Linked DNA regions of Mus musculus: regions 1, 3, 4 and 5 are each linked to region 2. Evidence: chromatin contacts called from public promoter capture Hi-C data. All regions are on one chromosome and are shown on one strand. Each heading gives the region's core, a stretch centred on a gene start, on an enhancer-like site or on the middle of the called end of the contact. The rest is flanking DNA. Distances are from core to core; before and after follow the strand shown. Region 1 holds the start of Dnajc5 (DnaJ heat shock protein family (Hsp40) member C5). Region 2 holds the start of Ss18l1 (SS18, nBAF chromatin remodeling complex subunit like 1). Region 3 overlaps Fam217b (family with sequence similarity 217, member B). Region 4 overlaps Gm35582 (a long non-coding RNA gene). Region 5 holds the start of Rtel1 (regulator of telomere elongation helicase 1).

The links. Promoter capture Hi-C pulls out the DNA fragments that hold promoters and counts their contacts.
Region 1: a contact with region 2 is called in a promoter capture Hi-C map of pre-B cells, with 5 times the contacts expected there. The contact joins the promoter of Dnajc5 here to the promoter of Ss18l1 in region 2.
Region 3: a promoter capture Hi-C map of trophoblast stem cells shows a contact between it and region 2, with 4 times the contacts expected there. The contact joins the enhancer-like site here to the promoter of Ss18l1 in region 2. A contact is called at or near these places in 6 of 39 promoter capture datasets (the 3T3-L1 cell line, 3T3-L1-derived adipocytes, cranial neural crest and 2 more), 1 of 484 Hi-C or Micro-C datasets (embryonic fibroblasts), 5 of 115 datasets of contacts at active chromatin or transcription factors (astrocytes, bone marrow-derived dendritic cells, embryonic forebrain and 2 more) and 1 of 9 other capture datasets (adipose tissue).
Region 4: a promoter capture Hi-C map of cranial neural crest shows a contact between it and region 2. The contact joins the enhancer-like site here to the promoter of Ss18l1 in region 2. A contact is called at or near these places in 5 of 39 promoter capture datasets (the 3T3-L1 cell line, 3T3-L1-derived adipocytes, cranial neural crest and 1 more), 3 of 484 Hi-C or Micro-C datasets (the 3T3-L1 cell line, cortical neurons and palatal mesenchyme) and 2 of 115 datasets of contacts at active chromatin or transcription factors (embryonic forebrain and embryonic hindbrain).
Region 5: a contact with region 2 is called in a promoter capture Hi-C map of pre-B cells, with 4 times the contacts expected there. The contact joins the promoter of Rtel1 here to the promoter of Ss18l1 in region 2. A contact is called at or near these places in 2 of 39 promoter capture datasets (pre-B cells and second pharyngeal arch cranial neural crest).

Annotation. Positions count from the first base shown.
Region 1 is chr2:181,519,169-181,524,938 of GRCm38.p6, reverse strand. It overlaps Dnajc5 (DnaJ heat shock protein family (Hsp40) member C5), which reads right to left and starts at 4,454. Exons shown (of 5, transcript NM_016775.3): 1 at 4,242-4,454.
Region 2 is chr2:180,039,147-180,044,675 of GRCm38.p6, reverse strand. Ss18l1 (SS18, nBAF chromatin remodeling complex subunit like 1) reads right to left here and starts at 2,193. Exons shown (of 11, transcript NM_178750.5): 1 at 1,808-2,193. The coding sequence starts at 1,876. Psma7 (proteasome subunit alpha 7) reads left to right here and starts at 2,212. Exons shown (of 7, transcript NM_011969.2): 1 at 2,212-2,398; 2 at 5,197-5,323. The coding sequence starts at 2,303.
Region 3 is chr2:178,418,168-178,423,151 of GRCm38.p6, reverse strand. It overlaps Fam217b (family with sequence similarity 217, member B), which reads right to left. Exons shown (of 4, transcript NM_001081289.1): 4 at 975-2,881. The coding sequence ends at 1,744. Among named protein-coding and RNA genes, the nearest start is that of Fam217b, 6.1 kb to the right of the region's middle. Within about 2 kb of position 1,406, at least 18 of the 459 cell types and tissues checked have an H3K27ac peak or open chromatin away from gene starts, as enhancers often do.
Region 4 is chr2:178,492,932-178,498,271 of GRCm38.p6, reverse strand. Gm35582 (a long non-coding RNA gene) reads left to right here. Exons shown (of 3, transcript XR_375415.4): 3 at 342-1,061. Among named protein-coding and RNA genes, the nearest start is that of Gm35582, 6.5 kb to the left of the region's middle. Within about 2 kb of position 3,956, at least 23 of the 459 cell types and tissues checked have an H3K27ac peak or open chromatin away from gene starts, as enhancers often do.
Region 5 is chr2:181,316,167-181,321,515 of GRCm38.p6, reverse strand. It overlaps Rtel1 (regulator of telomere elongation helicase 1), which reads right to left and starts at 1,792. Exons shown (of 34, transcript NM_001001882.3): 1 at 1,660-1,792; 2 at 459-710. The coding sequence starts at 560.

The DNA of each region.
Region 1 (5,770 bases), core at 3,205-5,704, 1.5 Mb before region 2:
AACAGATCCTATAAATTTACTAGCCAGACAGTCTGAGAGAACTTCTGGGTCAGAGAGGCTCAATGTAATAAGTAAGATCCACAGAAGAAGATACCCATATTCTGTTGTGGCCTTTGTATACACACAGGAGGGTATATTTATTTATATATGCTAGCACATGTATCATACCCATATACCTCCACAACATACACCAAATTAAACAAAACCAAAAATTATAACTATTATGGTAGTTTGAATGGTATGGCCCCCATAGACTCATGTGTTTGAATGCTTGGCCCATAGGGAGTGGCACTATAAGAAAGTATGGCTTTTTTAGAGGAATTGTTTCACTCTGGGGGTAGGCTATGAGGTTTCCTATGCTTAGGCTATGCCCAGTGTGGCACACAGTCTCTCTTTGCTGCCTGTGTATCAAGATGTAGAACTCTCAGCTCCATCTCCAGCACCATGTCTGCATGCATGCTGCCAATGACAACGGCATAACCCCCTGCAACCATAAGCCAGCCCCAATTAAATGCTGTTCTTTATAAGAGTTGCCATGTTCAGGGTGTCTCTTCACAGCAGTAAAACCCTAACTAATACACTTATTAAATATCATATACTAAGAATAGAGAACACAAACTTTTCATTAATAAACGAACTCAAGTTAATGCAAAGTGTCAGGAGGAGCGAAACCCACACTAAAGGGTGTTGGGTAATCCAATCCTTAAGTCTTCCTATTTAGTTGCCAGTTATCAGATTAGCTGTTAATCCTTGTCAGGGTTGCCATCAGAGGCAGCCCTGGCACAGCAGCTCAGGCTCCAAGATTAATAATGTTTTAGGGGTAGGATTTTTACAAAATAAGGCCATCACCATTTTTAGCATCTTTGTCCTTTCTATTTAGGAAAACTATCAGTAAAATACCTCCTATTTATCATTTTTTGCTTCCATAACAAGCAGATATGATAGAAAAATTTCCCCTCATTTTATAGAGTACAGAGAGAGACCCAGAGCTGGAAGGAGCTGTGGTGGTGTGAGCTCTAACCTTGTCCCTTTTCAGGAAGGAGAGTCTAGTAGATTCTGCTGATGTACGGATGAGGAAGTACAGCAAAACTGTAGATTTGCCTGACAAAAAGCTTTAAATTCATCACTTGGACTCTATAGTATACAATAATAAGCCTCATTTTAGGAGTGCAACTTTTTAGTTCTTTGAGGTGTTGACACATGATAGGCAACCACTCTCCTCTTATCTGCACCTTCAGTCCTGATTATTACATTTTTAAATGCTTAATATATCATACCTGAAAACTTCCAGGAGGCACCACAGGAATACTAGAGGTCCTCATATGCAGAATTGATGCTTATGCTTCATTTTCATACAAACGGCTCCTAACCAGTTTCCCTATGATTTCGGGAGTTTTATTTCTTTATTGGAGACGAATAACTGCTTTCATTTGCTGCTAGTTTGCTCACAGTATTACACACTTCAAATCCCACACCTCATGCTTACCTCATGCTCTGCTTTCAGAAGCAAACTTCTAAAACTCTACCTTATCATAAGCCTCAGTTTCACTGCATCTTATTCATTCAACAAGTACCTGTGAGCACCATGCACCTGGGCTTTAAAGACACAACTCTGGCAGATTATGGGATACTGTAAGCTATAGGTGGTTAACAAACAGAAGAAATCCGGCTCAGAAGCCTTGGAAGCTCTAAGTCTGATTCATTAAGTTAGATCGTCAGCAAAGGAGGTTGTCAGGGTGGGTCTACAACCACACCCAGAAGCATCACTCTCTCCCATGTGCGCTTGGGTAAAAGTGGGTAGAACCATGCAGCATGCACCCAGCACTGAACTACACATTAACAGAACTGTTCTCGATAATACAGAGAAATCAGGACGCTGAGATAGCCCAGCAGTGAAGAACACTAGCAGCTTTTCTAGAAGTTCTGAGTTCAATTCCCGGCAACCACCAGGTGGCTCACAGTCATCTATAAAGATCAAACGCCCTCTTCTGGCATGTGGGTGTATGTGCAGACAGCACACACCTACATTTAAAAAATGCACACATAAGTTTTTAAAAAAATACAGAGAAATCTAGCTATTCTTCTAAACCTAGATGGGAATGAGGCAAAGGCATTACAAAGAACTATAGTGTCATTCAGTCACAAAGAAGTCTCTACTGGGTTGTCATAGCACTAGATAATGAGCTTCCAGCTAAGGGCACCAGCAACTGCTAGATCTTACGCTGGGTGTGGTAGTAAAAGTCTATGATTCTAGCCCTTTGCCAGGCTGAAGCAGGAGCAACACAACTTGCAAGTTAGCTTGAACTATAGCAAGATCCTGTTCACAAAAACAACTTCTCCACAATGACTAAAGAATCGGAAGACTTCATATCACCTTCACCTCAAGTCCTGAGACAAGTAACCAAAGACAAAATTTCTAAGAGCCTTTTTACTGAACCAGTAGCATATCTTTTAAAAGCTTTTAGCTCTGAAAAATCACAAATCGAAAGTTACAGAGCTGGCTGATAATCGTATCGCACCCCTGTAGGCCCAGTACTTGGAAGGCAGAGGCAGGTGGATCTCTGAGTTCAAGGCCATGGTGCACACTGTCCATAGAGCAAGTATCAGGGCAAGCCAGAGAGAAACCTAGTCTTGAAAAACCAATCCTCCTCCTGCCCCACCCCCCAAAAGTTGTAAAGTGATTTTACAGGAAAGTATAAGCCCTTTCTCTTAACTGACTGCCCCCCTCCCACCCCCAAAGGGCAGGGGAAAGTTGGTGGCTCTGTCCTTGAGGATACAGAAGCCTGGTGATTCTTAAGCGCTCACTACTCACTAATTGGCTTCCTGGTGAAAGGGTAATAGCCTAGCTGCTACTAAACTCATTTCCATTCATTCCGTAAGTATTTACTGGGCACATACTATCTGACTATCCTAAACAAAACAAAACCTTAACTAAAAAACAATGTTAAATATGTTAACACAGTAAACGAAGAGTCAAGTGCTGTATACAATTAAGCAAGGAGGGGAAAAGTAAAGCAGAGAGTCTAACATTCGACAGTAGACTAGTTACAGCAGTACACAGTGGAATAACAGAGGAGTAGAAACGAAGGATATCTCACATAACAGGAACATGAGAGTGGTCATGAAAAAAATGTCAAGGGTTGAGCACTTAAATTGGTTAAGAGACTAGCAAGGAGGCTGCTGGGGCAAAGAGATTGTGCGGCACGGTGCTTAAAGAATCCAAGGGCAGGTACCCTGTTCCCAAACCCGAACGAATTTAGAGGCTCCACTGGCTCCACACTTGCGGTCCACACACACAGGGCCAGCCTAAGTATGAAAATACTGATACAGGTAACAGATTCGTAACACATATTAAGTTAGAAACTGCGGAAAGTCCTGGCTTTTAATGTCACCTAACAGATCACGCTTTCCTTAAAGAAAGCAAATAAATGAACAAAATTATCCTACGATTAGAGTTTTGTCTTTAGGCAACCACGACAATATATGGGACAATATAATTCTTTGTGTTATTAAGTAGCGTTTTGATGTTTAAACAGACAAACCACTAGCAATTGAGACACACTGCCTATAAAGGATGAATGATCAGCTGAGCGTCCAACAAACGGCGACCCAATTTCCCCAAAGTCCAATCTGAAAACAAATTAAAGCTACCTTTTGCATTATTTTTCCGAAGATGCACTTAATGAATTCGGAGAAATCATCTCCTAGACACAAGGAAAAACAAGTCTTTAATCCAGCCATATAACACAAGTTGGAGCCTAAACGAATGAGTCCCTAATTCTCTCCCCAAAGAGCACGACACAAAATCGCCTCTTAAAATGTCGTCCCTAGGTATATAAACTAGGGGTTTTTTTATACATCAAATGCCTTTGAAATTTACAACTATAAGGCAATTTCTGCGTCCCAGAATGTGAACAAGCCTCGGAGCCTTTACTGCCCGCCTCCCTACACACCAGTTTCTGCGTTCCGGGAGCCGCGGAGGCGGCCGCGCGTGCGAACCGGAGTTGGCCCGGAAAGCCTCGTCTCCGCGCCGCCCCGCCGTGCGCAAGGTCGAGCAGGGCCTAGTGGTGCCCAGGGCCGGGCTCGCCGCCGCTGCTGAGGGTCGCCGCCATTTCCGCTGCGGGCAGCTTTCACCTCCTGCTGCGGCGCCCTCGCCCCACTTCCCCTCCCCTTTGCCCGGCTCCGGCAGCTTGAACCCCGCGGCCCCACCTAATTTGAGAGCCACTGGAGAGTGAGCTCACCTGTCGGCACGCCCGCCGGTCCACCGGTTCCGCGGCTCCGCTTTCCGTCCCGGGGCAGTGGTGGGCAGCCGGCCGGCCTACTGCTCGGCCTGAGGATCCCGGGCGGCGACAGCCGTAGCAGCGGCAGAGGACGGCGGAAGCAACACTGGCGGCAGCAAGAACGCGCACGCTCACTCACTGGCACGCGCGCCCCCGGAAAAAGACGTGTGTTCTGGCAGGTCAGAGCTGGCTGCGCAAGCGCCTAGAACCCAACACTGAGGCCCCGCCCATAGTCGGAGCCAATGTGGCAGCGCCGCACGAAAGCTCCGGAGCTCCGGTAGAACTCGGTCCCCGAAAGGTTGCGCCCCAGTTGACGATCACCGGGAAGGGTTAAGGTGGTGGGCGGAGCCTGCAGCTACTAAGCCGGAAGCTACAGCCCGGGAGCAGAGGCAAGGCCTAGGCTTGCGGGTTCGCCTCTGGAAGGCAGGCAAGTGGCACTCCGCGAGTAAAACTGCTCTTCTTCCAGTTGTTTGCTCAGTGCTTCATATAAGCCTCAAAAAATTTATTACTACTTACCAAAAAACTAGAGAGGGAGACCTTCATTTTCGTCTCAAGGTACTGCCTTGGGACTGACATTTTCGTTCATCCCTGGAGACCACCCAGAAAAGACTTTCCTGCCTTTCTTCCCAGTCACTGAAAAATCAACCGCCATTATTTAGCGATCCTTTAGGAATCGTCTGCAATGATATGCGTGGACGGTTAAGGACTTTTCTTCCCACTCTGTCTCATACAATCCTTGTTCACTCTGTTCACTTACTAAGTAATAAACCTAGTGACCCTTGCCTACTTACGCTGTAACAAACAATTTCAAGTGCTGTGCTTTTTTATTCCAGAGCTACCAATCTTCCTGGCCAGTGTTCCTACAGCTTTACTTTCATTCTTGCCTGCCCACCATTTTTTCTTATAATCTTTTTGGATTATAATTACATCATTTTTCCCCTGCCTCTCTCCAAACCTCTCATATTCACACACACACACACACACACACACTCACCCTTTCAAATTCATAGCCTCTTCTTTGTTGTGATATAGCTCCTAAATATATAAATACAGCCTATTCAGTCTGTATGTTAAGTAGGTATATGTTTTCAAGGCTGATCATTTGCTATGGGAAAACCAATTTCTATGTTCTTCCCTAAAACTGATTATTTCTCCAGCTCTCAGAATTCCTTAGTTAGCTAGGATTGAGGCCCTGTGCGCTTTCTCCCTTACACCATGCTTAGCTGATGTTGTCCTTGCTCAGGTCAGTTAGGCAGCCATGTTGGTTATGTTACTTCACGGATGTAGCTTCTCTGACATTTTAAGGAGATAAATCTTAGAGCGAACTGTCTGGTCCTCTGGTTGTTGCAGCTTTTCCTCCCCTTCTTCCACAATGATCTCTGAGCCTTAAGTTCAGGACTTGTGGTGGAGTTCTATCTGTGGGGACTGGGCTCCACCAATCTGCATTCTGATCAGTTTCAATTTCTGTAATGATCTCTATCTGGAGAAGA
Region 2 (5,529 bases), core at 944-3,443:
GTGACTGTCGAGACAAGATTGAGGAGAGGACATTGCGGGCTGTGACGGTTGAGTAGGATCCGTCCTCCAAGAACGCGCTGTTATTTCCTTTGCTTTCACCACCCACTGGCCTTCTCCTTCTCTGGAACTCCTAGCTCTCCCCAGTGGTCTCATCATGGGCTGGTTAGCACACACACACACATCTTGAGCTGCCTTTGAACTTATCATGTAGCTCAGGCTGTTCTCAGACCGTCTTGCCACATATGCTGCAGAATGTAACTGCAGTGGCGCATCATCAGGCCAGGTCAGAGTGCACGGTTTAAGTACATGACACATCCCCCCTCAGGCCTTCTCAGACTCCCCAGTAAAGGATTCACAGAGACAGGAAGTGAATTGCCAGCCCTACCAGGTTAAGGACCTTGACAGGCTAAACTTAAGACCCACTTCCAAAGATGCACAGGCTGAATTTCTGCCCTGAGCTGAGGTCAGCCAACATCTCCTCTTTGTGATCTGATGTTTGGCGTAGTCCTCCAATACACCTTTGCCTGGAGAAACTGAGGATCTTTGATGAGCACGTTTGACTACTGACTAAAAATGTTGAAGCCAAAAGTGGCACTGGAAAGAGTGACTGTTAAGATCCAGCAGCCAGAGTGCCTGGGCACTGTCTGGACTGCCAATGTGTGGAGTACTCCACCCTCCACCAACCAAGGCTCCTAGTTCATGGCCACACAGACAGCAGCCTGTGGAGCCACACGGAAGGGCTACTATTAGCTTTACCACGTAGCCTCTGTAGCCTCCTTCACTAAGTCACTTCTGCAAAAAGTTAAATGTGGCAAGATCTATAAAACCTGCATTTCTGCTTTCCTCCAATAATCTCCCCTGCTAACTAGGACTTGCCAACAGTGATAACCATTATGTTCCTAAGGAGGATAGCAAGGGTGATCTGGGAAACAGGCGACAAGCGAAGAAAATCCCCACAAGCCTCTGAGGGAGTAGAGAGGCCAATTTCCTTTGGGAACTAACTGGCTCAAAAGAATTCAAGAATTCTGTAAAAGGAACCAGAATTAGGAAAAGCCATCGCGTAAGAAAGATGCCTGGAACCGCGAAGGCAAACAGTAAGAAGCTAAAGTGTCCAAGCCAAAACTTAAAGCTTCCTTTTGTTAAAGACGTCCACACACCCACGCAAACGCCTTCTCTGAGAAACTGGCCCAAACTAAAGGATGAAACTGAGAGACTGCAGGACAAACCTGCGGTGTCTGAAGCCAGGGTGCAGAAGGCGAGGCTCGCGGATACCCAGTGGCCCGAGCGGGGGCGGGGCTGCGCTAGCCTCAAGTCCGCCGCGTGCAGCAAGCTCTGGACAGCGGTGCGGGCTCTGGAAATGGCACGCACACTTTGGATGCGTTCCTTTGTGCAGGGCACCGCAGTACCTCACAAGAGCGGCCAGCTCGCCGCAGCGGCGCGCCTCCAGGCTGCCTGCTCCCCCTTCTCCACTCGCCAAGCATCGCGCAAAGGCGCGCGACCGTCGCTACCACGGCTGTCAGCAGAGCGCGACAAGCCCCCGCCCCGGCTGGAGGGGCCGCGGGCCCTGGCGTCTCGCTCTGTTGCGTCTGCTGCCTGGGGCGCTCTGGGAGAAGAACGCGCAACGCGCTCCGGGGTCCCCACCCCCTGCGGCCGCCGGGCCCCCGCTGCCAGTGCCTCCAGCAAAGTTGGCGCAGGCTTTCCTGGGGGCGCGGGGAGCCGCCGTCAGGGCTCCGTGCGGCGGGCTGTGCCCCGGCTTTGTTCGTGCCCCGCGCCCACCCGCACTCTGTACCCCCTCGGCCATGCCCACCTTCTGGATGGTCTGCTGAGTGACCTCCCCTTTGCCTCTCGGCCGCGCCGACGCGAAGGCCACGGACATGGTGGTGGCGCGGACTCAGCCCGTGATCATTGGGGTTTATTCTCCGGCTGCGCCCCGCGGCCCGAGGTGCCCATTCTCCGCAGAGCGGGGGCGGGGACACGGGGGGCGCGGTGCCGTGGGCTCGCCCGCCTGCCTGTCGCCAATGCGCGCTCGAGTCCCCCGCGTCCCCACGCCTTACGCGACTGCCTCCCAGGTCAGGATACCGCGCGGAGGCCCCCTGCACCCGGCCTGCGCTCTTCGTCCAGCCGGTAGCCGGTACACCGCCCCCTGTGCTGAGCTTCGGTGGTTCCGCCCGCCCTGCCCCGCCCCGCCGTGCCGCACGTCCCCCTGACGCCAGACGCCAGCAGCGTGGCCCGGGAGGGCGGGGCGCTGACGGTGAGTGTGCGCTTTTGAGCGGCGGCGGCCCGAGCTAGTGCGTCCGCAGTGATGAGCTACGACCGCGCCATCACCGTCTTCTCGCCCGACGGCCACCTCTTCCAAGTGGAGTACGCGCAGGAGGCGGTCAAAAAGGGCTCCACCGCGGTGAGCCGGCCCGGGGCCTGAGCGACGGGGTGCAAAAGGAAGCGGGGCACGCAGACCTGGGCGCGGGGGCCGCGCTATCTGCTGGCGGCGGGTGGACCAGGAGGTGACGGGAGCTGAATGGTGACGACGTAGGAAGGGCACCAGGTCGCGGGGACCGCGCCGCGCTTCCCGGAGAGCCGGGCGATTTTTTCTGGCTTCCCCACTGCGGAGCATCTAGGCGAGCGCATCCCCGGGGCTGGGCCGGGGCCATCTTGGTGCTGTGCGCGCGGCGCGGACGGCGGAGGCCGCAGGTGCGCGCGGGCGGCGGGAGGCTGGCTGTAGCCGGCGCCGGCGGGGACTTGGGGATCTGCGAGCTAGGCCCAGGTGGGCGTTGTGAACAAAGGGCGATTCGTCGGCCCTGCGATGGTGACAGGCTGCTTCCGGGTCCGCATGCGCCACCGACGCCGTGTTCTGGTTCCGGTGGGCCCTTCTCACCGCGCCCCAGTTTTGTTCAGTCCTTAGCACTGTTTGGAAAAGGACTCCCCACACCTGTAAGCGCCAGCAGTGAGACAGTTTTAGTTTTGGTTTTTGTTTTTCCCGAGTCACCGGATCTTCCGGAACACACGTGGTTCCGAGTCTTGAAACGCTTACATTTCCCAGGTATTTTATCTCCTTGAAACTAAAACCCCAAAGCTTTTGGTGACCCAATCCACCCAAGAACTCTGGAATGACAGGGCTTGGAAGTGCAGGCCTGTATAATCCTGGCATTTAGAAGGTTGAGGCTCGAAAAATCTCACAAGTACAAAGCCAGCCTGGGCTTCTAAATCTAGAGACCCTAAAGACTTCTAAAACTATAAAGACTCTTTGTGGTTGTGTGTGTGCATTATTAATTTATTATTTTAAAAGTTATTTTTATGTGCGTTTGGCCGTTTGTCTATATGTATATATCTGTGTGAGAGTGTCAGATTCCCTGGAACTAGAGTTGCCATATGGGTGCTGGGAATTGAACCTGGGGTCCTGTGGAAGAGCAGCCGCTGAGCCATCACTCCAAACCCAAGAGATACAGCTAGTGAGAAACCGTCTAACAAAAGAAAAACCTGTGAGGCCAGTGAGGTGGCTCCCTGCACTGCACCTGGTGACATGCCTGGAATCCCAGTCTGGGAGGCAGAGGCAGGAGGATACACTGGGCTTGCTGATCAGTAAGTGTAGCAGAATCTGTGAGCTTCAGGTTCAGTGTGAGACCCTATCTCAAAAAACAAGTTGGAGGGCTGGAGAGATGATTTGGCAGTTGAAGGGTGCAGATCTGTTCTTGAAGAGTACTGAATTTAGTTTCCAGCACCCAGATTCTAAGGATCAAAACTGCCTTACACTTAAGCTCCAAGGGCTCCAGCACCTCTGGCCTCCATGGGCAGCTGTACTCAGAGGCACAGACACAACATACTTAAAAGTAAAACTGCTTTTGACGTTGGAGAAGGGTTGAGGAAGACACCAGTGTATAGACCTCTGGGCTCCACGCATTCAGTAGGAATGTTCTAGAATCTGGGGTGCCTGTCTCCAGTGCTCCCAACTGGCAGCTGCCTGCTGCATCCAGCTAGCTTTGGATCCTGTAGGTCACAGGAATCAACACAGAAGGAACGTGTGAAATCACTCCAGGCCCTTGGTGAGCCTTGTGGGAGGTTCCTGGTATCTGGAGGTCTGGGCCCGGGAATCCTGTTCCACATCAGAGGGAGCTGGCAAGGGGCGGTGCCCTCTACCCAACCACCCTTTCCGGGATTGCTACATTTGTTTCTGTTCCTCTCTTGATTGAAGGGTTAAGTGAGGTTTCCTGGGTTTATTGTGGGGTTTTGTTGTTGTTTTAACAAAATTTCAATCGCTGGATTTTACCAATGAAGACTCAGGAACCAGATACTGGAGTGAAAGCCTACTGGCTCCTAGAGGCAGAGAAGAGCCCAGCTGACCTTCCTCAGTCAGTGTCCCACCAGGAATCCTGCCCCTTCTCATGCTGACTCAAAAAACCTTCAAACTGAATGTCCCTCCTTTCTGCTTCCTTTGTCTCTATCCATCCTCATGATTTCTTCTTACTCTATGGTTTTTGTTTTTGTTTTTAAATAATCTTCACTTCTGGCCAGCTGGTTGCATGTCCTGCCTCTTGACTTTATTTAATCTCGTTTACAATATTCAAGCAGAAAGTCCTTGGGCTAAAGGTGTGAGCTGAGGCTGAACCACAGCTAAAAAAATGTTTTGTCTTTTAGTAAACAACACCATCAACAGTATGACCAAATAGCCTACAAAATTTTTTGGTTTGATTTTGATTTTGGTGCTGGGCAAATGCCATTCCACATCCCCTGGCCCATTTTCCCCTGTCTATACAGGGACCACGTCCTCCCTTCTACAATCGCAGCCATGGGCAGGGGGGTGGGGGTGTCTTAAACAGTGGATTGTGCTTCACTTTGTAGCATACCGGGTCCTGCCAGTACTATGTGCATGCAGTGTGAACAGGCAGGATTGTGGCCTGGGGTTTAGTCACCTCAGGCTTCTACTCAGGGTCTCAGTGATACAGTTGTAACCGCCTCAGTGCTTTGAGGGCATGAAATTGGCATTCAGGTCCTGATAACTTGTCCTGGTCCTCAGGAGCGGATCTGGATCCTCATTGTGGTACAGTTTGTCAAGCGGTAGACCAGATATGGGTGGATTTACTTTTCTGCAGGGCTCCTGCACCAAGCCTATCTGTATGTGCCTAACCCACTCCATTCTGCTGTGTCAGAAAATAATAGCTGTCCTCATACGATTCTTAAAAGTGACATGTATTTTCATTTAAGGTTGGTGTTCGAGGAAAGGACATTGTTGTTCTTGGTGTGGAAAAAAAATCAGTGGCCAAGCTACAAGATGAAAGAACAGTACGAAAAATCTGCGCCTTGGACGATAACGTCTGTATGGCCTTTGCAGGTATAAGTTGAACCAGGGTGGCAAGCAGAGCATTGGTGACAGGTTGGAGGGGATGGGCAGTTGTGACACGTATAAACTGGGTAAATGAAGTGGATATGAGCCGCTGAGTTCCAGGCTAGCCTGGACTACAGAGCAAGAACAGCAGTTGTAGCTTGGGATCTCTCCTGGGGATTCTTGGACCTGACTGCTGCTGTTAGTCATGTCTG
Region 3 (4,984 bases), core at 157-2,656, 1.6 Mb after region 2:
GGGAAGTGGACCCAGGGCCTCCCTCAGGTGGGAAGAGGGAGCAGGGTGGTATCGTTCTCCCAACACAAGGTGCATACTCCGGCAAATGTGGACATTGCATCTGTGGACTGCCTTCAACATAAACGGATTTTGGTCACATGAAAAGGCACAAGACCTGCATTTAATAAATAACAGGTTTTCTCTGGGGGGACAGTGCAAAAAGAATATGAAAATAAAGTCCTAAAGAAAAAGGGCTGAAAAAAAATTCACGTGTTGTTCAGCGCGATAATTGGACATTTAACCTTAGCAGCTGGTTTTAACTAAACTCATCTCAGTCACAGACACCAGGGGCCCTGTGGAAGCCATTGTTATTTCCAACTGCAACATGTAACCTTTGTTCTTTGTCTCAAAGGTGAAAAAACAAAAAACAAACAAACAAAAAAAACCCAAAAAACACTAGAATCACCATGCCTAGAACAAAGGATGAAGCTACTAACTACAGTCCTTAATAAACAACCACTGTCTGTGAAGCAGCAACCAAGGAAGGTCTGCACACTGAAGAAAACACCCCAGGCAGAGAGGTCTGGGATGCAGCTGAGGAATCCCCCCCCCCCCCGCCCCCACCACCCCCACCCCCCACCATGGGAGGAGAGGAAGCCACAGCCAGATAAGAACACTCAGGATAGTATCCAGTCTTTCTTTCTCTGTCTCCCTCTCTCTCTCAGTCTCTCCCTCCCTCCCTATGTGTGTTTGTGTGAAATATGTGTGCCTGTCTGCACCCCCCAACCCCCCAAGCAAATGTGTCTCTGCTCCTTCCCCTGGCCCCAGGCGTAATTAGAAAAACCTGTTCTTACAAACAGACATAGACCTTTAGTTTTGACCCAGAACAAGAGGATATGTATGGTCCCTAGTCAGCAACTCAACGACTTATATTTGAGTAATCCTACAAATTGCTCATGGATATCCCAAAGTCTAATGTGCCAAGGCATTCTTTTTTTTTTTTTTTTTTTTTTGCTCCCATCAGACAGCAGCAACAAAGGTTGGGCCGGTCATCTTTCTGTCTGGAAAAATCCACAAATGATGTTGACTTCAGTTAAGAGAACTCAGAACTGGGCTAGAGCACTACCCCTGGTCTTAAAATGCCTTTTAAAATGCATCAGATAGGCGATCCGGCTGCCTTTGCCTCTGGCAAGGAACTGCTTCAGATAAATGACCCTCAAAATAGAATTGCATGAGCTCCCTAACTGGAGTGGGAGCTGGGGGGGGGGGCGGGAAATGGGGTGACAGATGAGAGAAGGACAGCAGACAGAAACTCTGCTTGAGGGGTTTATGCAAAAGCAAAAGGCGGTGAGCCAGCAGGGCCTCTCTTCCTCCACACACTAGGGTTTCTCCCTTAAAGCAGCTCACACTGTCTTCCACACTTCAGAGACAGGGACAGACACTGGAGCTGGGCTGTGCTGGCTGCCTGGCACTGTTGCTTGAATCCCTTGTATCACGGACACATGGGTAAATTTTTACCTATAGGGCCCTCGAACGCTTAAGACTGTCTATACAAAGTCTGTCTATAAGACTTTATAAGTCTGTCTGTAAGACTGCCTATACAAAGAACAGCTTACTAAGCCTTACCGAGACCTCGGAAAATAACTTTTGAGGCAAGCTGGAGTAACCGAGAGCCAGCTTGAGTTAGTTCAAGCTCATCACCACACTGGAGACAGCCCCCATTGTTACACATCTGCAGGTCTTTACAATTCTTTACCTCAGGGGTCACTTTAACTTATATGTGCTTTGCTTGGCTCCATTTGTTTTGAGTTTTTTCTCACTGGATGAAGGGGCATAGCCACAGGTATTTGCACTTCCCTTTTTCTTCAGGTCCACGTGCGCCTGTGTCCTGGAGGCCCTATGGGAATCCACTGGGTCCAGAAGCACTGCAGACTGCCTGGGGATTCGGATGTTGCCGTTGGCTTCCATTGCAGGGTTGCCCTCGGCGCAGGGTGGAGCACGGGGCTGAAGCTTAGGGCCCTTACTTGATTTCTTCTTCTTCTCCATTCTCAGTTCCGGGGCTTGCTTCTGGGAACACAGCCTGGGTCGGCCAGGCCCATCCACAGAGTTAGGCAAAGTCTCAAATGCATAGTAGGATGGGTGGGCTTCTTCGTGGCGAAAACCTTTCTTTCGAGAAGGGCCTGACTTTGAAATCCCTTCTGGGGATGGTAAGGGTTTGGACAGGGCACTGGTAAGGAGCTTACCCCGTCCAGGGCTTTTCAGCACCCCAGAGGCACCAGGGGGCTTGGCCTTGGCGGCTCGGGCCTTCTCACACTGCACAGTCTGGACTTGCAGCCATTCTAGTTGAAGAAGTCTGTCTATGTACTTCCCAAGGAATCCCGTGGCCCGAGGCAGGGCCTCACTCCTGCACTCTGAGTTCATGACAACAGCCATATCCCGGAGGTCCCAGGAGTTAAAAGGAGGTGGAAGAAAGTCAGGGTAGGTTTGTCTGGACTCTGCCTGGCTCAGCTCTGGGTGAAGACTGAAGGAAACCGGGTCTATCTCTTCGGCTCTGAGGTTGAGCTCTGGAGGCGTGAATGGAGAAGGGGGGATGGCCACTCTTTCTGAGTCTGACAGGTCACTGGCACTGTCCTCATCAGCACCCTTCATGATCTCCATGGAGTGGAAGTCAAGGAACAGCTTGCTTCCAGAGGCAGCCTGATACCTGGAGCTGAGCGCAGCCTGCTCCTGTATTCCTTCCGTGGGAACGGTTTCCATGAGTTTCTCTGCTGCTGGCTGGGAGATCCCAAGGAGGCTGCTCCTCAGCTGGGAGGAGACGTGGGGTCCTTGTGATCCACTCTGCCTTTTCCCCGAAGTAGTCTTTGAATGCTGTACTTGATTCCAAGATGAGCCAGCATTTATACTGCGATAAAAAAGTAAAACCAGAGTCTAGTCATTGGCTAGAGAAAGAAGAGCCCCTGCTAACACTTCCATCATTATGACTGTGAGCCCTCCAGGTGCTTTCTAGACCTGGTTAGCACAACAGTTTCTCCTCTGTGCTCTAGTCACAGCCAGTAGAGAATGACTACCCCAAATGTGGATACATATATACCATTTAATGGCAAGGATGAACATCTAAAAACTTAACCATTTCTTCAATGTGTTTTTTAAATATAATTTTAGAGCAATTGTGTATACCTTAAAAAAATATTGCTTTTAAAATCTGCCCTAAGACTCTCCGTTTGTTCTATTAGTATTTGAAAATACTCAGAAATGCAGCTGGGAATGGAAGCACATACCTTTAATTGCAACACTTAGGAGGCAGAGACAGGCAGATCTCTGTGAATTCAAAGCCAGCCAGGGATACCTTGTCTCAAATAAATAAATCAATAAATAACTCTTGGGAAATATTCAGACATAAACCCCTCAGGTCCCCTTTCATAGACATAATTTAGGGGAATTGTAGATACAATGTCAACTCAAAGTTTTGCAGGCTGTGCTGTGGGTCAGTGATGGTTTATCTGCCTTGCATGTGCAAAGCCCCAGGTTTAAAATCTGCTACCTAAAAAATCTGGCCGGTTTTTCACTGACTTTTTAAAATGTGTTGGTATGCGCATGTTTTAATGTGTGGGTATACAAACACGTTTAACATAGATGTATGCGCATCTTAACGTGTGGGTATACGTATGTTTTAATGTGTGCATACGTGCATGTTTTTGCTTGTAGGTTAAGTTCAGTGTGCGCACATACATGTGAAGCTCAAAGCTGATGTCATAAATCATTCCTGATCAATCTTCCACCTAATCACTGAGGCAGAGTCTCTCAGTCAAACCCAGAGCTTATCCATAGGGGTAGTCTTTCTTTGAAATTTACTTTTATTCTTTTAAATTATGTGTGTAGCCGGTGGATGCTTATACACATGAGACCACAGGAGACGGAGGAGGCCAAAGGCATGAGATCCTTTTAGAGCTGGACTTAAGGAGAATTGTGAGCCACCTAATGTGGGTGCTGGGAACCAAACTTGGGTCCCCTGCAAGAGCAGAAGGCACTCCTAAGCACTGAACCATGTCTCCAGCTAGATATGGCTGTCTTGCCAGCCAGCTTGTTCTGGGGTTCTTGTTTCTACCTTCCAAGGCTGGAATCGCATGTGAATTGACACAATAACCTGTCTTTATGTGAGTTTCTGGGGAACTCTGGTCCTCATCCTTGCCCAGCAAGCACTTACAGCACTAAACCAGTCCCAGGCCAGATTTCACTGTTTAACCACCAACTGGAAGAGACTCTGAACCAACCAAACTTCAGCATGTGAGGTTTTCACTGTTCGTTATGACCTATGCCAGGAGTCAAAAGTCTATTACTACCTTTTCACACAGGAACCAGTCAGGAAAAGCTGTGTTTAAAAAGACTAGAAAGGGAGACGAGACGCACTGCCAGGTAAAAGCACCTGCCCCACTAACAACCCAGGTTTGATCCCTTCGACTCACAGAGTGGAAGGAGAGAACTGGCTCATTCAAGCTATTTTCTAAGCACACGTACACTGTGGCATGCATGCACATGCACACAAAATAAATAAAATGTAAAAAGAAAGAAGTACAGTCCTATGGTCCCATGATAATGCAGTACAAATGGGAAAGCCATCAAAGAGACGTAACAACATTGCTTCACCCCGATACACCATGAACTCCTTCTAGAGGACTCTCTACTGAGGTATATTCTCACTTGAGTTGAAAATACCTTCTTCTTGGTTTATCTTCTGACCACGTGTTCTTTAAAGGCGGCTTAAATACACACTAAAGGTAATAGTACTTCCTTATGACAGGAGTCAGACCAGGAGAAGTGGACAAGGGTACTTCCTGGGAAGCTGAGAGGAAGTGAGCAAAGGTACTTCCTGGAAGTTGAGAGGAAGTGAGCAAAGGTACTTCCTGGAAGCCGAGAGGAAGTGAGCAAAGGTACTTCCTGGAAGCTGAGAGGAAGTGAGCAAAGATACTTCCTGGAAGCTGAGGAGCTTTGTGCAGAGATCTCAACA
Region 4 (5,340 bases), core at 2,707-5,206, 1.5 Mb after region 2:
ACTGGGTAAGCTAGTCTGCCTTGCTCTAAGAAGGGGGATGTGGCTTCCCTACAGTGAAAAGCTGGCTTCCACCACACAAAACAGTTTGTGGGTCCCCAGACCCTGTGCTGTAGAATGAAGTCAGACATCAGTCTCATCTGACTTCTGCTAGAGTGGGCTATGCAGTTTCCTGAGGTGCCACCACAGGTCTGGCTATGAAGCACATTTCCCAGTTCTGCTTTCTAACGGTGCTGTCACTTCCACCAAACTCCTCAGCTTCCTAGTGGCTCACAGAAAAGTCTAGCTTCCCTTTGGTTCTGAAAACTCAGCCTGTTGATTCTTCACTTTTTATCTCAATCCAGATGCACTGGACTCCTCTGGTGGAGGCTGCCCCAGTCTCTGAAGTCTGGACTTATCTGCCTGTTACTGCTGCTCTCAGCCCTAGAGAGAGACTGGAATGAAAGCATCTTCTTACTGTCTTCTGTGACCTAACCTAAGTCTCCCCATCTTCAGACTGTCAAATCCTGCATCAAGGAGGACTGGGGGAGCACTGATGGCTGGTATCCACTTCTGGTTCCAATAGAGGGTGTGGGGTTTGTATTTCTGGCAATCTTTCCGGCAACACTGATGCGGCCACCCTCCTTCATCAGCATGACAGGAAGATTTGCTGGTTCCCCAAGCTCAACACCCTCTGGGGAAGTTTCTGTTTCATTAGATGCAACGGGCCAAATTGGCTTGTCCCCAAAGAAGCCATGGGAAAGTTTGTTGATCTGAGCTATACTACTTCCATTAGGCATCATTGCAGGGGGGTGGGGGTGGAGGGGCTCAAGCAGCATAGACCAACAGTGATCTTCAGTGGTACTGCCAGGCTTGGAGTCTAGCCTTCCATCCTGAGGGCAATGGGAAGGGATACAGCCATGAAACTCACACTTGCCCTGGTCTCTAGCACAGCAGGTGTGAACTGCCCTGGAACAAGTTTTGATGCCCTTGGAAGCATCAGGATAGTGCCTGTACATTAAAACTAAATGAACATCACCCATCTGAAGACGGTTTGCAATAAAAATCATTTTTATAGCCATCAAGAGTTTGCCCTGGTGCTACCCTCCCACATCCCCTGCCCCAACGCTCCATTTGAAGTCTGACCACCTGGAATTATTAGTTAAGGGCACTGTAGCAAGGGAAAGATGGATGGTGTAAGCAGATCCTGCTATCAGTGTTCAAAACCCCGTGCTAGCCCCATGACACTCAGCACAAGTTCCTTAATCATGGCTGAGTGAAGGTTACCAAGCCTGAATTATTAGTTAACAGCGTCTCTGCCCTGTAATGATTTCTCAGAGTAAATGGAACGTGAACACGGCTCCTGAATCTCTGAAGCTATTGTGTGTGTGTGTGTGTGTGTGTGTGTGTGTGTCTGTGTGTGTGTGTGTGTATGTGTGTGTGTGTGTGTGTGTTATTTTGACTTTCTCTCCTATGGTGGAAACAAATAAAAAACAGGTTGCCTTGACCCCAGATCTCTGTGCAGTTGAGGGTCTGAGGTTGGGTGATGGCTGAGCTGGTAAAATATTTGTACAAGATGACTTGTGTTCAACCACTGGCACTCACATGAAAGGCCAGGCATGGTGGTGTACATCTGGAGTCCCAGCACTGGGGAGAGAGAAGCAGGAGGATTCCTGATGCTCATGAGCTACCATAGCCTAGTCAGTGATGGCTGGGAGCCTAGTGAGAGACCCTGTGTCACAGAATAAGGAATGATGCCCAATGTCAGCTTTTGAAATGTACATACATCCACACATGAACAGGCTTCTGTTCACATCTATACATACATGTGCATTCCCTAAAGAATACAGGGTCCTACGTCATAGTGGAGTCTCCAATCAGCTCACCTGTGTTGAAGAGCTCCCTCAAACAAAGCTTGTCTTCATCTCAGAGAGGCTTCTGTGACGATGACGATCACCTTCAGGAGAGAAGCATGCCTTTCAGTGGCTGTCACTGTATCACCTGTCACCAGGGCACTGTCCCCAAATAGCAGCCAAGTCAACACCTCTCTATACCAAGAGACTAGTTCTGCCACTTCCTCAGTTCATTCACTTGAGAGTAAATGGCGTTAAGCCCTGGTTGCTTACTTTGCGTAGGCCAAGGCAACTACTTACAGAAGGAAGTGTTTATGTTGTGCAGTGGGAAATATGGAATTTTGGTTTCTTAAAAAAAAAGAAAACAGAGACCTATTATAAGAATGTGTTTTCATTTTAATCACAGATGTGGGATATGGGGGGCTGCTTCATAACAGCAGCTGGCTATGATTTGCCTCATGCTCTGGAGGGGGTGTGATTTTGGCAGCTGCAGATAGTTTCTGCAATTGCCTGATATTTGGAATCTGGGAATCTTTCAGAAGGAATATAAATGTTGGTGGTTGGAAGTGGTTGTTCTCAGTTGCTGTTGGTCACAGTTTATTAAGTAGTCCTGCAAAAAAAGAAGAAACAACAACAAGAAGAAATTGGATATCTGACAGTGAAGATCAAAGTTGCCCCAAGGAACTGGACGCACCTAATCAGCAGGAAGTAGTGTAATGATAATGTCGACCCCATTTCGACCCCTGACCTAATTTAAGGATCTCTTTCTTCTCTACCCTTTTTTCTATCTTATCTGGTGTTAAAAGGTTGAAAGGGTGGAAGAAAGAACCCACAAAGTAGCAAAAGACAGCCATAGTTTGAAGGTTACAGTGTCAGAGAATGAATTTATGACCACATGGCAGAAGTGTGGTGTCAGGCAGACAGGCATGATTCTGGAACAATTGTCAAGAGCCACAAACATGAAGCCAAGAGAGACTGAGACTGGGGGATGGCTCCAGTCTTTTTAAACCTCAAAGCCCATTCCTGGGGATACATCTCCTCTAACAAGTCACACCTCTTAGATCTTCCCAAACAACTTTACCGACCAGGGACCAAGTTTTCAAATATACAAGTCTACTGGGTGCCATTCTCATCTAAACCACCACAGCTCCAAAGGGGGAGAATGAACCCTCATTATCAGTCATCTCACGGGGCCTGGTCTCATGAATGCAAGGTCAGGGGAAGCAACAGGGCTGTGGCTCCCATAGCCTGTGACCTGGCCCTGACCCTGTTTTCTGCACTGCCCATCCTTATGCCTGAAGCTTTCCCTGTTAGGAAGTCAGGCCTTCCCGACACACGGCCCTGTGGCAGGGCTCTTCTCTAGCATGAGTGGCATAGTGGGAGATCAACTTCAACATAGGAAGACATGCTGGCACACGTGCAAAAAGCCAACATGGTACTGTTTGATCATAACCCCAGCACTTGGTGGGGTAGAGACAGGAGAATCCATGGACTCAGTGGGCTGCAAGTCTGGTCTACTTGGAAGCTCCAAGCCTGAGAGAGGGCTTGTATCAGAAAAATAAAGAGAATGATCTCTGAGAAATGCTACCTGAGATTAACCTCTGGCCTACACACACACACACTCTCTCTCTCTCTCTCTCTCTCTCTCTCTCTCTCTCTCTCTCTCTCTCACTTCTCACTTTACTGATGGCTCCCCTCTAATCAAACTGAAGCATCTCTACAGCACCAACCTCTGACCAGTGAGTGATGTGTTCTGAGATCTCATTTTGTGGGAAACCAGATAGATGCCTTGTCAGGGCAGCAGCCAGGTGTCCACAGCTTTAGGGAGACTCTTCCCTGGCACTCTTGGGTTCCCCAGATGTCACCTGTGACATAACAGTCATCTGGAAGAACATGCCCTTGGTTTGGTTTCAGAAGACAGAGGTAAGCAGCACGCAGCTCAGGCAAGTGCATCAGAGACCCCAGCCAGCTCCACCGCACCCACCGCACCTGAGCCAGTTCAGGTTCAGGCGTCCTGCCCAACCAGGCCCCGAATGCCACCAGCTCTGCGGACACCACTCTGGATAGCAGTTTCCTGTGTGAGATCTCCAGGCCCAGCTCAGGTATTTTTAGCCACTGTCAGCCAGGCCTCAGCCGCAAGGCTCAGCACAGACGTCAGGCAAGAACAGGGCCAGAACATTCCTGTACTCTGCTCCCTCCTCTGGGCTTCGCCTGTTCCCACGGCTAATTTAAAACTTTCCTGGCTAACCCTGTGACCCTTCGCCTCATGACCTTTCCCCCAGAGCACAGGATCCTCCCAAGGAGGATCCTAGCCTTACAGCTGCTGATACTTCCAGCACTGGTCTGCCGTGTAGCGGGGCTGGGACACAGGCTGCCTCCACTCAGACACTGCTGGTTTATAGGCCTGCAGAGCAGGTCACACACAGCCTGGAAGGCAACTGTACCCAGAGAAGCCTCTCTGTCCCGGATGCCCAGCCTGCTGCTGTCCTGGGCTCTTCTGTATTGTTGGCTTGTATTCCCTCTAGCTCCATAGATTCCTTCTCTAATCTGTGTGTATATAGGTTATACCTTAAGGGATTCCGCTCCTGCTCTTCACCCTCAGAGCATGGCAAAGCCAGTGAGGTCTTGAAATCAGAAAAGCCGTGATTACTCAGAAAAGACCCTCAGGACACTGAGCCCTTCCTCTAACATTCTCTGCTGCAGAAGAAGTCCCTCCCTAAGGAGGCTTAGTAATAGGAAGGATGTCTGAAAAAGTCATAAGGAGTCATACTATTAATTATTTATCAAATATGCTATCATACGCATAATTGTGTGAATAAATATACATATATAACTTAAATGAGATTTTCGTATCTGAGCTGGCAAGCCTCCCTCAGAGAGTCAAAGGCTACCCAACACTAAAACTTTCAGCTGAGGGAGAGGGGCTTTTCCCTCAGCAGTGTGTAGCCACCTACAGCAGTCCACACTCCTGTAAGTAAACCCTTATTTGTTCTTGTAAGTTACATCACTAAGTCACCCACTCCCCAAGCCATGCTCTGATGGAATCTGCTCTTTGGTCTGCCATCTGTGCCCTGTCTGGGCTGAGTAGAGCTTTGTTTATGTCTCCCTTCTCAGGTGAAGTTATCAAATGTGTAGTCACAAATGTCACACACTAGTTACCTCTAACGGTTACACGTTTGGGCTACATTTCAAGTACAGGGTCCGAGGAAATGGCTCAGTGTGCAAAGCATTTGCTTCCTAAGCATGGACCCTGAGTTGGATCCCTAGCATCCAAATAAAATCCAGGCACAGCATGCTTATCTACAATGCCAGAACCGTCTCGGGTGGCAGGGGTGGGCAGCAAAGGGGACAGGCAGATCCCTCTGCTCAATGGCTACCTGGGGCAGCCGAAACTGCGACACTCAGGTTCAGTGAGAAACTCTGTCTCAAAAGACAGTAAGGTGAAGGGAGGTTGTGGAAGACACTCAGGACTCACTTGTGACCCCTCACACACGTGCACTCAGCTGTACAT
Region 5 (5,349 bases), core at 543-3,042, 1.3 Mb before region 2:
AAGGTCGTGAATTCAAATCCCAGCAACCACATGGTGGCCCACAACTGTCCATAACAAGATCTGATGCCCTCTTCTGGAGTGTCTGAAGACAGCTACAGTGTACTTACATACAATCAATAAATAAATCTAAAAAGAAAAAAAAAACTTTCCAAAACATTTTCCCCAAACGGTGAAAGCTGGGTATTCCTGCTCCTCTGCATAGAAATGTGCCTCCTAAGCCCATTCCTTATCAAATAGACCCAGCACAAACACCACCTACTCAGAAAGGACAGCAATACATTCTCAAAGTTATCCCTCTCTATAACTATCTCTTTTGTTCACTTGTTATAGTCTCCAACCAAAGAATGCAGACAAACCCAGTCTGGAATGGATGAGGGTAGGGCTACAGTAGGGGTTTGCTGAAGGTATGCCCTCATTGCCCCCTCTCTAAATTACTGTCTTGAGCTTTGTAGCTTTACCTTCTGGAGACATTCTAGCACCTTGGTCATATATTCCTGTTGGCATGGGTAGGGCTGGAAAGGAAAATCCACTGTCACACCATTCAGGACTACCCTGGGCATATCAGCCTATACTGAGGAAGACACGGTGGTAGGCCAAGATGCAGGCTGTCTGGGTCTGTGAGACAAACCCCTCTGATCATCTCAGTGTTTCAGCCACTCCAGGTAAGTGTTGGCAGCATGTGGCATCAGGTTTCCCTCTGTAAGAATTCCCTACAACACAGATAAGAAGAAATCAGCCTTTGTAGCCACAGACCATTACACCAATCATTTTAGGAAGCTGTCCTTGTAGGGTCAGAAAATCTGTTATTTCCCTATCAAAAGGTGCTTAGAGCCTATCATGGTGGCACACGCCTTTAATCTCAGCTCTCAGGAGGCAGAGGCAGGGGTATCTCTTAAGTTCGAAGCCAGCATGTCCAGGGAGTTCCAGGACAGCCAGGGCTATGTAGACCCTGTCTCAAAAAATAAAAAGGAGCTTAGAGATCTAAAGATGATCCCCTGGCTCACCCAATTCCATCCTAGACTGAAAAGCAAAGCAAAGCAAAAACCCAATGTAGTTATCAAAACAAGCACATTTTCAGCACTCTACCTGCAACTCTTCAAAAAGTCTGTGACTAAGAACCTAGGAGCATCCCCTTGTGGCCTGGACCTGAACACAAAAGCGTGGAATGTCTCCAACCTTTGATGCTCTTAAGATTGGGGTCATGCATCATTCGGTCCAGGTGTGCACCCGAATGCAAATAAAGTAGTAAAACAGGCAGGGCGTGGTGCTCCAGCCTTAGTTCCCAGCACTCAGGAGGAAAAAACAGATGGATCTCTGAGTTCGAGACCAGCATGGTCTGCAGAGCGAGTTCCAGGACAGCCAGGAATACACAGTGACATCCTGACACGCAAAACCAAAACCAACCAAACAAAGGTAGCAAAACAGAATCATGATCTGTTCAGCCCTCCGCAAGTCACTAAACTTCTCCAGACCTCCAAGTCTACTGACAGGCGAAAATCTATCCGCCGTCTTGGAACTAGCCCAGGGAGGCGCCTCTAGCTAGACACTGGCAGCAAGAGCCCGGGACCCAGAATGCACCGCGGCACTTCAGAACTAGCGAGTGCGTGATCTATGACCTCTATCCACTCAGATAAAACTGTCAAGCGACTCCCAGCTCACTTGTCTCGGTAGGGCTGCCTTTCAAAGTCCGGTATCAAACAACTGTAAAGACACGGATCCCGCGTGCTCCGCAGTCCGCTGATTGGAACTTCGCGGGCAGATCCGTGTAGCCACGCCTAAATGCTACACTTCCGTTTCCTCCCTTCCGGTCCGCTACTTTGCACCCGGGCGGAAACCGGGTTCCGCGACTTCTGAGTCAGCAGGTTCCCTCGCCTCTGGACGCCAGGGGGCTGGGGGCTGGGGGGTGGGGCTTCGTGCAGTGGACCTGGCCTCATCTCTGTATTCTATCCAAAGCACTTAATATCGTCTAGAGTCTCGCTTGTCTCCCACTCTTTTTGCTTGTTTGTTTCGAAACAGGTTTTCTCTCTGTAGCCTTGATTGCCCTAGAGCTCACTCTGTAGACCAGGTTGACCTGCCTCTTCCAAGTGCTGGGATGAAAGGCGTGCACGCCCGGACACTCATCCCCACTTTTGCATTATAAGCTCCATCTTCTGGAATCTACTAGTTCATTTGGCCAGGCCACTTACATTGTCCGCACAACTAAACAAATCTAAAGCTTTCTTGTGGTTACTGACCTCAAGTCACAAAAGGCATCTTTTCACAGCTGGAGTATATAAAATCCAAATGGCTGCATCTTACCTAGACCCCCACCCCACATTAAGAGTTCTCACTGCCTCCTCTCTCACCCAGGGTCCAGCTTATTTTCCAATCAGTGTCTGCTAGCTGTCAGGTGAGTTCCTCTAAATCTCTAGCACCTAGCACTAGCTGACAGTCAACAAGGAGCTCCAGGGAAGAGAGAGCTGCAAAGTCCTTCAGGGCGGTGCTGACATCAGAGGTGTTTGTTTATTTCAGGCAATCCCAATAGGTATTAGAAAGAAATTGACATTTCAGTGGCTGGCTCTCCACTACTAATAGATACTTGTTTCAGAGCTTCTCTTTAATACCCAGGTAGTTTCCCACAGAAATGCCCATACTTGTGCATGTGAGATCATACTTACAGAACACCCTGACAAACCTATAGATTTCCTTCAGACCCTCATCTCTTATTGGGAATTTGAAGATGAAGGAGGCCACACACACTGGGATGGCACCAATTCCAGGCAAAACTTTCTGGGCTACTAGTGAAGCTGAGACATGAGCTGATTCATCTGCTGCTTGGGTTCACATCAAGACAAGTCTAGTTCACAGCACATAGGTAGTTGCTTTGAGGCAGCATGCCCAGCTTATAATGAAACTATCCTGGAAGGAATGAATATATTCTAAGAGATGCATATGATCTTCCTTTTGACTATCAGGCCATTTAAACAATGGACCCCCCAGAAATTGGAATTCCCCAGGAAAGGAAGGAAAAGAGTGAGGGGTACCAGACAGAGAAGGGACTCTTCTTAGGGAAGAAGATTTTATGCAGTTATGACAACTTGTCAGACCACTGTGGCAAAGAGACTGAAGCTAGAGATGATGGTTAGGACCCAAGGCTGCATAGTAATGTACACATCATCCAAATAAACCTAAGGATCAGAGCTGTAAGGATCATTTGGGAGATAATTGGACTTCACTGTTCCTCTGCCCAGTGTTGCCATATTGAAAAAAAAAAATCCTAGCTGGGCGGTGGTGGCACACGCCTTTGATCCCAGCACTTGGGAGGCAGAGGCAGGAGAATATCTGAGTTGGAGGCCAGCCTGGTCTACAAAGTGAGTTCCAGGACAGCCAGGACTATACAGAGAAACCCTGTCTCGAAAAAAACCAAAACAAAACAAAAAAATCCTTTTCTATTTTCACTATTACATTGTCTACTTTTTTTTTCCTCTGTGAATAAAACACTATCTCAATTATAGGGTAGATGTAAACCAACCACACATAAGATTGTGATAAGTATAAAGAAGAGAAATTATATTAAAGGGTTCCCCTGACTAGAGGCCAGGAAAGACTTCCATGAAGACTGTTGTGGGAATATTTTGGGAAAAGCTATGTTGCGCTTAGCTATAGGACTTAGTCATAGCAAATCTTCTAGAAAGTAAGGAACTAAAACAGGCTAATAAGAACTGAGTAAAGAGACATTAATCTAAGGACTCCCGCTATGTTCAAGAGTATATTAATGGCCGGGCGTGGTGGCATACGCCTTTAATCCCAGCACTCAGGAGGTAGAGGCAGGTGGATTTCTGAGTTCGAGGCCAGCCTGGTCTACAAAGTGAGTTCCAGGACATCCAGGGCTACACAGAGAAACCCTGTCTCGAAAAGACAAAAAAAAAAAAAGTATATTAATGTCTACCTTGAGGTCTGGGAGGTTGGGAATGACTGGGTCTTCCTGTATCTGTCTCTAGGAGCCTCCTCATTGCCAGCAGCTGCCGAGTACCAGGATTCTGCTTCACCTTTCTTGTCCTCTTCTCTCTGATGTCTTCCCAGCCCCAGCATATGACACAAGTTTTACAGGGACTTGCTGAATGACTGAGTATCCTTCTGAGGTGCCAGACTTCTCCTGCACAGTCCAGAGTGAATTCAGATCAGTAAAGAATTCTAATCTGTAATCTCTCCGCAAAACAGCTGCTCATGAACTTTCTTTAGTTGAATTTGGTAAAAACTCAAGGCCTGCTCCCAAACATGGCACCATTCTGAGGCAAACATTTAATATGCCTATTGTACCTTTAGTATTTGTTCTTACTGAGTGCCCAGCACTGTGCTAGGGACAAACAACACAGCTGGTCTGTGGAGTTCAAACAAGGACAGAAGTTTATGAGGGAGTACGCCCAAGGTGAGATTATGGCAGTTCAGTCCTATGATGCTTTTCTATCTGCAAGAGAAGACTGGAAAGTTGGGAAGGTTACTTCTCTTCTCTTGATCTCAGCAACTGAGTTTAGCCTCTGGAGGAGAGTCCATCTAAAGCACACTATAATACCCAGATGCAGGTACAGTAAGTAACTTATCTAGAGGACGTGGCTGCTTCCAAAGGGGTCAGCACCATTATTAGGAATAGATTTGTGTGCTTCTCCCTCCTTCCAGCTCCCTCCCAAAGCAGAATTCCAATGTACACACAGAACTGTGTTTTCTCCATGTGAATGAGCTTGGTATTTCTACATTAAAAAGTACCACAAGTAAGCATCTCAAGACAGTATCTAGTACAATTTCCTCCATCTCTTGGAGTCTGGCACCATGGTTTCATCTTATACCCAAAATGTAGAAACTCAGGGAGGTCAGAAACTTCCCCTCCAATAGAGATTGTCGTGTCAGAGCTGGTGCTGGAACCTGCCTCTAGCTCACACCAAAGCCATGTACTAAGTTTCATGTGTTAGCTCCTTACTTCTATCTAGGGTTTCTGAAGGCAAATCATGAATCTAGGTATTCATGTTGGCAGAATTTGCTTCCAGTCGTGGTAGCTTTAAGGTCTTGCTGACTACAAGATGGCAATAGCTTTTATGTCTTTGCCACTTGACTCCATAGTAAGGTCTATCCTGCTTTGAAAGTGCTCCTGTTAGGGTTGGAGAAAAAGCTCACTGGTCAAGAGCATTTGTTGCTCTTGAAGAGGACCAGAGTTCAGTTCCCAGCATCTACACTGGACAGAATACAACCACCTTTAACTACAACTTCAAGTGATTTGATGTCCCTTTTGGCCTCCACAGGCACCTGTATACACACACACACACACACACACACACACACACACAGGAAGAGAGAGAGAATAAAACAAATCTTTAG